2 separate regions of the Mus musculus genome follow, and region 2 is linked to region 1. A link is a contact called in public promoter capture Hi-C data. All regions are on one chromosome and are shown on one strand. The core of a region is the stretch at or near the end of the contact, and the rest is flanking DNA. Distances in the headings are between cores, read along the strand shown.

The links. Promoter capture Hi-C pulls out the DNA fragments that hold promoters and counts their contacts.
Region 2: a contact with region 1 is called in a promoter capture Hi-C map of the C10 cell line, with 2.2 times the contacts expected there. The contact joins two enhancer-like sites. A contact is called at or near these places in 3 of 39 promoter capture datasets (the C10 cell line, hematopoietic stem and progenitor cells and liver), 1 of 115 datasets of contacts at active chromatin or transcription factors (fetal liver) and 1 of 9 other capture datasets (macrophages).

The regions. Positions count from the first base shown.
Region 1 is chr11:105,511,052-105,515,593 of GRCm38.p6, forward strand. Gm35828 (a long non-coding RNA gene) reads left to right here. Exons shown (of 3, transcript XR_880249.3): 2 at 3,000-3,172. Among named protein-coding and RNA genes, the nearest start is that of Gm39419, 4.2 kb to the right of the region's middle. Within about 2 kb of position 2,455, at least 3 of the 459 cell types and tissues checked have an H3K27ac peak or open chromatin away from gene starts, as enhancers often do.
Region 2 is chr11:105,950,185-105,954,862 of GRCm38.p6, forward strand. No RefSeq gene overlaps it. Among named protein-coding and RNA genes, the nearest start is that of Cyb561, 8.0 kb to the left of the region's middle. Within about 2 kb of position 3,412, at least 106 of the 459 cell types and tissues checked have an H3K27ac peak or open chromatin away from gene starts, as enhancers often do.

The sequences.
Region 1 (4,542 bases), core at 1,205-3,704:
ACCAAGTTTGAGATATTTGCAAATTCCAGGTCCTTCCTGGAGAGTCACAACATTTTAGAAGCCCTGAAAACTGACTAATGGAAATCTATTTAATGGTTCTTAAGTCAATATTTTTCAGATATAGTCAACAACAGGATCCAGCAGGATCCAGCAGGATCCCTTTGTTATGTAATGATGGTGAATATCCTGTGGACGAGCTTTGAGAAACATTGTTCTAGAACATTCCTATTCGCATGTTCCCAGGCCCTCCACAACCTGGCCTTGCCCTTGTTTCCAGCCTTTCCTTAGTTTTCCCCTACATCCCAGCCACATTAAACATTTCCCCTCTGCACACTCCCATTTGACGTTTCTTTTTTATACAGCAGGTGATTCATCATCAATCTCAAAAACAGGGCCCTCACCTCCCTGAATTTTCCATACCTCCATGTCTGCCTATTCTTTGAGGCTTACTTCAAACGTGGCATTTGATTCATGCTCTGTCCTGTCTCTGCTCTTGTCTTCCTGTCACTATAAATAACATTCCCTCTCCTTTAACCCCTCCTACCCTGTATCTATTACTCTCTGGGTACTTTGCTTTTTTCCCCCCCAAACAGGCTCTCCTAAGCTAGCATGACTTTGAACTCTCTGTAGCTTAGGATGACCATGAACTACTGATCCTAGGATTGTAGACTTGTAGTGCCACCTTCCATTTGTGCTGTATTGGGGATTGAACCTAGGCCCTTGTGCACGCCAAGCCACCATTTTACCAACTGAGCTAAAACATTAGCTCCTTAGGACAGATATGACTCATTTTCATACCTCCCATGTTTATAGGCATGTTCAAGGGAGCAGACGCATGGTTGCTGACCTCTGAGGTCCAGCAGATTCTCCTCTCTACACTTGGGCCAGTGATGGCAACTGTTGAGCTCACCTGTTACTAACCGAGACTTGTGAGCATCTAAAGGCCTCATCAGAGACAGCCCCAGGGAGCTCCTCAACAGCGTTCCTAACAGGTCTAATCTATGGGGGCGAGATAGGCCTGAGAAAGAAAGTCTCTTTGTGAACCCTCAAGTGAAAGGAGAACTTAGCAAACTGAATGTAAGAGCTGTTAATACTTCAAGCCGGTGGCCGTCCATAACTGAAAAGAGCAATTAGCAGAACCGATTCATTATACTTTCATGTTCATGTCTAGTCTCAGGGCTAATTATCTGTACAATTAGCATGTTACCAAATGCAAATAATTGATGAGCCTGACTTCTTGGAATGAAACATGAGACTTGCGAAGTGTAAATAGCTCTGAGTTACCAACAACTTCGCTTACTTTGACTTTCCAATGGGGCAGAGCCTGCACGTTAAAGAAACCATGTGAACATAACCTGCTGGTGCTTAAAAAGGCAGATAAAACACAACGATCGGGTGTGCCTGTTTAAATGCCTGTAGGTCTCTCCGAACTCCTTTCTAGCTGCGTGCCTTGGGCCAGTTTCCTCCTGTAACTGTTACGTACAGATCTCAGTTTTGCTGTTCATAAAACAATGTAACAGTGGCCCCCCAGTTAAAAGACTATTATGGGGATTTTGCATACAATTGATGAGATGAACACTATGAACGATATTTTTACATATTTTCACATATTTCACATATTTTTATAGTACATAAGGAATATTAGAGGGGAACAGACTTATACAGATGTCTTTGCTATAACATCATCTATATATTTAGGAAAATCTTCTGTGGTCTGCAAATGACCTTTAAAAAAATAACAAAACTTGTAAGGGAAAAATGAGGTTGGGACAGACCACTTGAAACGTATCCAACCTTAGAACCTCAGCACTCACAAAAACAGTGTCAAAACTAAGGAAATACTGGGCTTCTTAAGCCTCAACTTTCCCAAGCATTTGTGTACTACATCTCAGCCCTGGGTCCTTGGGCTACAGCCCTAGATGGCAAGGTCTGGGAGGCTGGTAGCTTCTAACAAGAACTAGCTTCATCAAAATTAAACAGTTCCTTTAAAGCGTAGCTAAGGGCCAGGGAGATAAATCAGCTGGTAAAGTGCTTGTCATATAAGCACAAGAACCTGAGTTTGATCCCCCAAACCTATGGAAGAAGTCAAACATGGCCCGGGGGACGGGAGGCAGAGACAGGCAGATCCCTAGGGCTTGCAGTTCAGCCAGTCTAAACTAACCAGACAGTCATAGGTAACTGGTGAGAAACCCTATCTCAAAAACCAAGGTGGTACCTGAACAATGACACCCGAGGATGATCTCTGGCCATTACACACACATGCACACGTGTACACACGCAACACACATGAGAACAGCATTCTTAACTAGTTCATCTCTTTAGTACAAAAAGAAATGTCTTCATAGCTCATCCGATTGCACTTTAGGAAAACTTGGCACGAGGAAACACACCGGCTCTTAATATAAGCCACGCCCTACAGCTGCAGAAGTCTGCTGTGTGTACTCTGTGCTTTTCCTTAAGACCTTCAGAAAGCTCAAGTCGCTGCACTGAAGGATTAGATACACGGAGAAAGCTTGCCCCTGAATGTTTCAGATCATCAATGTGCTAGGAAAAAAATACTGGGCAGGAACCAACGTGACTTCTGGGACCTGACAGCTCCCCTGTTTGCCCATGGCCTGTGAGGTCACTCATGTTTAAGGCACACATGTTTTAGAGAGATAGTTTGTACTGAATATGTCCTACTTGCTTGGTGTTGTGGTTCGACCTAAATATAAATCCTGTGGCTTAATCTGCATATAAACCTAATAAAGTATACTGACCTCTGAGGCTCAGGGACATCAAGTAACATCCTTGAGATCATAGGTTTTAATTAACAAACCACGGTATCCTTCCCGAAGTCTACCTGAATATACATCTCGCACTCTCTGGATTATACTATGTTCCTAAGAATAGATAGAGGTCAAAAAGAAGAAAGGTATCTATGGCTACTATCATAATGAACAGAATTGCATTCCTAACCACAAAGCACTAACATCTACTCTCTTTTAATCCTCACACAGGTATCATTAACACCATTCCACATACCAGAAAGCCAAAGCTCAAAGGACTTACAACCAGGTGAAGGCAAAGCCAGATCCAAATGTAGGCCTGCCTGACTCTACGCTGGGTATTTCTCCTCTATTCCAGTTACTTTTGTGCCTTTATGTTTAAAGACGGTATTCACCCAAAGTTGGTAAGCCTGTCTCCTTGTTTTTTGTTTTTGTTTTTCTAAAGCTGCATGAACTGGGTGTGCCGGCCCTCTCCTTCACTCACACTATGTACACAATCCAAATACAAGTTCACACATGCACAAGTACACACGCACACACATCCTCATGGATGCATTTGAATATATACCCCACAAATGTACACACAAAATAGCCACACATATGTGCACACAAACACATGTGAATCCACACCATGCCACCAGCAATTCTGGGGACAGTTTATCAAGCCTTTCTCTCAGCACAGGCATAAAAGTCATCTTCTGAACTTCACGGTTTTTATAAATTTTTTCCTTTTTAATATTTAAATTTGCCATTTAAACATTTCAGAAGAGTTGTAACACATCTTTAATCACAGGTCTGGAGGCAAAGGAGGGAATATTGAGTCTTGACAGTTCAAGATCACCCTACACTGCATATCGAGAACTGAATTTTTTAAAAAAATCCCTAAAAATATTTATGAATAACAAATATCTCAGATGAGATTCTTTAATTATCATGGTGATAGTTATAATTTTAAAAGACAAACATTGGATCTGAGGCTATAGTTCAATGACAGGATACTTGGCTGGCATGCATGAGGGGTCTGGGTTCAGTTCCTAGCACCAAAATAAATAAGTAGATAGGTAGGTAGGTAGATAGAGAGATAGATAGATGATAGATAGTGTCAACGACAATATGGAAAACATGGAACCCTCCCTCATATACTGTTTTTGTGAATGTAAGTGACAGAGCTCCTTTGGGGGGAAAAAAACCCTTGTAGTCCCTCAGATGATTAAATGAGTTATCAGCTGATCAAGCAGTTCCACTGCTTGGTAACACCAAGGAGACATGGGAACATGTCTACACAAAAACTTGTACACAGCCAGGGGGCCACAGATTAACACTGTCCTGAACGCCATTCCTCTATCACACATTAGGCCAGCCACTGTCATAACCACTGAAGGCCTGAGATCGTCAGGGGTGTGAGCGAAAAAGAGTGCAACCGTTGTGGGAAAATGTTGGGTGGTTCTAATCAATTTAAAATTACTAGTCTAAGTTGGGCACGATGGTGCACGCTTTCAGTGCTAACACTTGAGAGAAAGAGGCAGGCAGATCTCTGAATTTGAGACTAACCTGGTCTACAGAGTGAGTTCTAGGACAGCCAGGGCTATACAGAGAAACCCTGACTTGAAAAGAGAGAGAGAGAGAGAGACAGACAGACAGACGGACAGACAGAGAGACAGAGAACCTGGTCTATGACCTTGGCTTCCAATGCCACCCATTCACTCTTACTCAAGAGACATGAAAGCGCCTGCTTGTGAAAAACCCTGCCCATGACAAACCATGCCTTGATCAT
Region 2 (4,678 bases), core at 2,162-4,661, 440 kb after region 1:
ACCCTCCTGGGGATTCTCCCATTGCTGCCTCTCAGCTCCCCTGTAGAAGCGATGGGATCACAGAGGCTCTGCGCTCAGCTCCTCTGCGCTCAGCTTTTATGTAGGCTCTGGGATTTGAACTTAGGTCCTCAGGTTTGCTGCCCTTGGAGCCATCTCCCCAGCCCCAAGGGAATTGGGGCCTCGAACTCAGAAATCCGCCTGCCTCTGCCTCCCGAGTGCTGGGATTAAAGGCGTGCGCCACCACGGCCCGCTCAGGAATTTTTTTTTTCTAATACCTCATTTATTCTCATCACCATTTTAGGAAAGAAATATATTTTAAGTACAAAAAAATTAGAATAGCTATTTAGAATAAAAACTATTGTGATAGGAAAGGTGAGCTAAGCCACAAATAACAGTCTGCCATTCCGGCCCTAGGAAAAGAGAAGCAGAGGCGATTTCAGGCTAGTTCCTGGAATCCTGTCTCAAAAGATTGTGGGGGTAGGGGAGGGCGTGTCAGCATTCCGCCACCTCCCTTGCTGACTCAGGAAGGAGCTATCAGAGTCAGCTGGCCTATGAGAAGCACACTCTCAGGTCCATATGGAATGGAACCAGACCTGGTGACATGGAGGAGACAGGGGCCACATCAGGAAGGACTTTGTACTTGGCTCTGAGAAGTGTGGCTTCTGAGTCCCCTGAGGTGACCACAAACAAGTAAAGAGGCTTTTGGGGAAAGAGATCCTGAAATCAGATGGGATTTTAGCAAACCTCACAGCACTCTAGAAATGGATTGGAGAGGCAAGGAGGGTCTGCAAGGCAGAGAGCCACGGTCAGTGGGCACAGACAGAGGACAGACTCAAGAAGGGTACAGAGGAAGACCTTGCCAGGAGCTGATGTTCCCGGAGTTGTTAGGGCAAACGCTTGCACTTTGACAGCGCTGCTAACCTAAGCTCAGCAACCTCATCAAGAAGCCAATAAGAGCCAAGCGTGGGGCTCGGGAGCTAACCCAGTCAGTCAAATGCATGCCCTCAAGCATGGGCACCTGAGCTTGAGCCCCAAGAGCCACATTAAAAGAAAGAAAGAGAGAGAGAGAGAGAGAGAGAGAGAGAGAGAGAGGAATGAAGGAAGGAAGGAAGGAAGGAAGGAAGAGAAAGGAAGGAAGGAAGGAAGGAAGGAAGGAAGGAAGGAAGGAAGGAAGGAAAGAAAGAAAGAAAGAAAGAAAGAAAGAAAGAAAGAAAGAAAGAAAGAAAGAAAGAAAGAACTCAGGAGACAGAGGCAAAAGGATCTCTGTGAGTTCAAGACCAGCCTGTTCTACACAGCAAGCTCCAGGACTACATAGAGAGACTGTCCCCAAAAAACAAAGAAAAGAAAATGAAAGAATAGAGGGAGGGAGGGAAGGAGGGGGGAAGGAGAGAGGAAGGGAAGGAGAGTAAATGAAAGCAAGCAAGCCAGCCAGGCACAGCTGTGGCTCACTTGTAAATTCCATCACCAGAGGCAGAGACAGGAGGATCAGTGACCTTCAGACGAAAAACCACTGAGGGGTGACGCCTGCTGCTGACCTCTGGCCTCCACTTGCACACACACCGCAACAGACACACACACACATACACCCCACATGCACATACCATGTAACACACACATGCACATTCCACATAACATGCACATATGTGAGAACACACACACTTGTGTGCACACATGAGTGCATACTTGGTGGGGGGGTGGTAAATAATTAAAAACAGATTTATTCAGTGTGGCTCCTCCAGTCTCTCCTGCAAGGCCTTCAGACAGAACTGTGTGAAATCTTGTGAAGAGGCAAGTCCCTCCCTGTGGGTGGCACCAGGCTTCAGCCTGTCTGGGGGATTCTTGTTCATTGGGGACCAGTGTCTCAGTACATGGCAGCCTAGGGAAGGACACGGGGCATCTCTTCAGAAAATCTTCATCCCTGCCAGGACGTTATATACACTGTGTGCAGGGGAGGTGGTGGGTAGGAAGGAGACCTCACACAGGGCCAGTGTAGAGGGGTGTCATCCGGTCCCTGTTCACATAAGAACAGCGACAGGGGGGACTTTGACTTCCTAGAGGCAAAGCCATAAGAAATAGGTTTAAGATTTGCGATTAAACAGTACCAAGAGTCCAAAGAGTAAAGAACTTGGCTGGACATGGGCGCCTACCCGCAACCCCAGGCAGGAAGGTAGCTGCTGAGACCAACCTATGCTGCACAACAAAACACAACAAAACCAGTGCGCTCCTGAGCACTGTCTTCTCCTGTAAACCACGGAAGTCCTCACAGTCTGTGGGAAGGGGAAAGATCAGACACCATCACTGTTCTTGGAGACCCTGTCCCGCCATGTTGGGCTCCACCCCTGGATGATCACATTCAACTAACACCTGTGCCTCAGCTTTCTCACCTGCAAAGTGGGAGTTAAGTGGTACCTAACTTGCAAGGTTAGGAGGTTGGAATTAGTGGAACTGCATGGAGCACTAGGGAGACACAGCCTAGTCAAGTTGCACCTCCACATCCCAGCAGCAGTGCATCCTGGGTAGAGGTCGCCAATAGTGGCAAGTAGAGGAGAAGGCTAGGTCCTGACTGACACAGGCCCAGCTTTGAAGAAGGCCCTGGGAGCCACTTCCTGGGCTCTTGGGGAGGGGCTGAATGCCTTCTGGTGAGTTCTCTGGGATGGATCCCTGACCCATCAGCATGCAGGGGACAGAAGAAGGTCAAAGGGTCCTAGTGGCTGGGGGAGGGAGACCAGAGCACAGGGGTCTGCCTGCCTGCAGCTGCAGGATGAGATACAACACCGAGAACCATCTTCACAGCAAAGCCCAGCCCTTGGGGACTAAGCAGTGCCCGCTCCTTAACCACGCCTCCCCACTCTTGCCCCTCACCTGAGCCGGTTTGAACGTGTTCCTTCCGTGAGAGGCATTCCTCTGCCTCCCTTCAACGTGGACTGTCTAGACAGCCACCCACGGAACAGCCTCGAGCTCATGGCTCTACTGGGCCATGGCCTCTGATCTCTGGAGCTCTGCACATGCTGGTCCCCTGCTCTCCCTACTCTGATGCCTGGAGGTAGAACGTCCTTCACTCTCTTCACCCGAGCAGCTCAGGCTGCCTTTCTTTCCACCTTGCCTGTCCCTTCCTGGCCCCTTCCTGCTGGGCACTCAGTGCCTCTGTGCCCCCTAGGCCACAACTGATGGCTTTCAACTCCTCTTGGGGTTCCACGTCAGGACATCCCCCACGGGTCTGTGCAGGTGAAGCCAGGCTCTCGCTCAGTGCTGTCCCCACTGTGTCACCAAACAGGAGCACAGGCCCTGAGCTGTTTTTCTGGATCTTGATGGAACCGAGCCAAGGAAGGAGTAAATGAACGAGTGGGAGGGTCTAATGAAGGCCAGGCCAGATGAGGCAACCAGGAAAGGACAGATGTGAGTCAGAACTTACTCACATGTTCCTGGCCCGAGCGGCCAAGATGCATTGCCGCTATCCACAGCTATGGCAGAGCCAGGCTGCCTTCTGGGCTAGAAGATGACCAGTTCCCCTTTCCTGCTGCCTGGGGGTGCATGGACTGGACAGGGTGTGCTGGAGACAGGGTTGGGCCCACTGCCCCAAGGCTTTTCAGCAGTACATCAACTTTCAAATTATTTATTTTAAGGAGCTGTGTATGTGAGCCAGCACGGCCTCGAGCATATGGCAGTCCTTCTGCCTCAGCTTCTTGAATGTTAGTATTATAGATGTGAGCCTACACTCAATCTCTTTACTATTTTTGTTTTTTGTTTGTTTGGTTGGTTGGTTGGTTTTTTGGCTTTTCAAGACAGGGTTTCTCTGTATAGCCCTGGCTGTCCTGGAACTCACTCTGTAGACCAGGCTGGCCTCAAACTCAGAAATCCGCCTGCCTCTGCCTCCCGAGTGCTGGGATTAAAGGCGTGCGCCACCATGCCCCGCCTCTTAACTATTTTTAATTGCTTTTTAAAAATATTATTATAGTGAGGATACTCGGGGTTCAGAAGACATCGTGTAGGCTTTGGTTCTCACCTTCCATGGGGTAGCCAAAGATTGTTTTCAGGCTGTCAGACTTGGTGACAATTGCTTCTACCTGCTAAGCCTTCTTGTGCATTCTTAGACGTACAGTAAGAAATACATTCTTGCTGGGTGTGGTGTGGTGGTGGACCCTTTAATCCTAGCACTTGGGAGGCAAGGGGATCGTGTGAGTTCAAGGCCAGCCTGGTCTATGTAATAAGTTCCAGGACAGCCAGAGCTACATAGTGACTCCAAGAAGGAGAAGGAGGGGGAGGAGGAAGAGAAAGAAGAAGAGGAGGAGGAGGAGGAAGGAAGGAGGAGGAGAAGAAACACATTCATCTCTAAGACACTAAAACTCTACCTATTAAACACTAACTCAACAATTTTTTAAAAAGCAATGTCTTACTTTTTTTTTTTTTTTTTTTTTTTGGTTTTTTTGAGACAGGGTTTCTCTGTATAGCCCTGGCTGTCCTGGATCTCACTCTGTAGACCAGGCTGGCCTCAAACTCAGAAATCCGCCTGCCTCTGCCTCCCGAGTGCTGGGATTAAAGGCGTGCGCCACCATGCCTAGCTAATGTCTTACTTATTAAGTTTATGTTTGACCTAAAACTGCAGGGAATGCTCAGGAGGCAGGCCTGGGGCACATACATCAGTTCAGATGGGAAGAAGAAACAAGAGCATGTTGAGTCC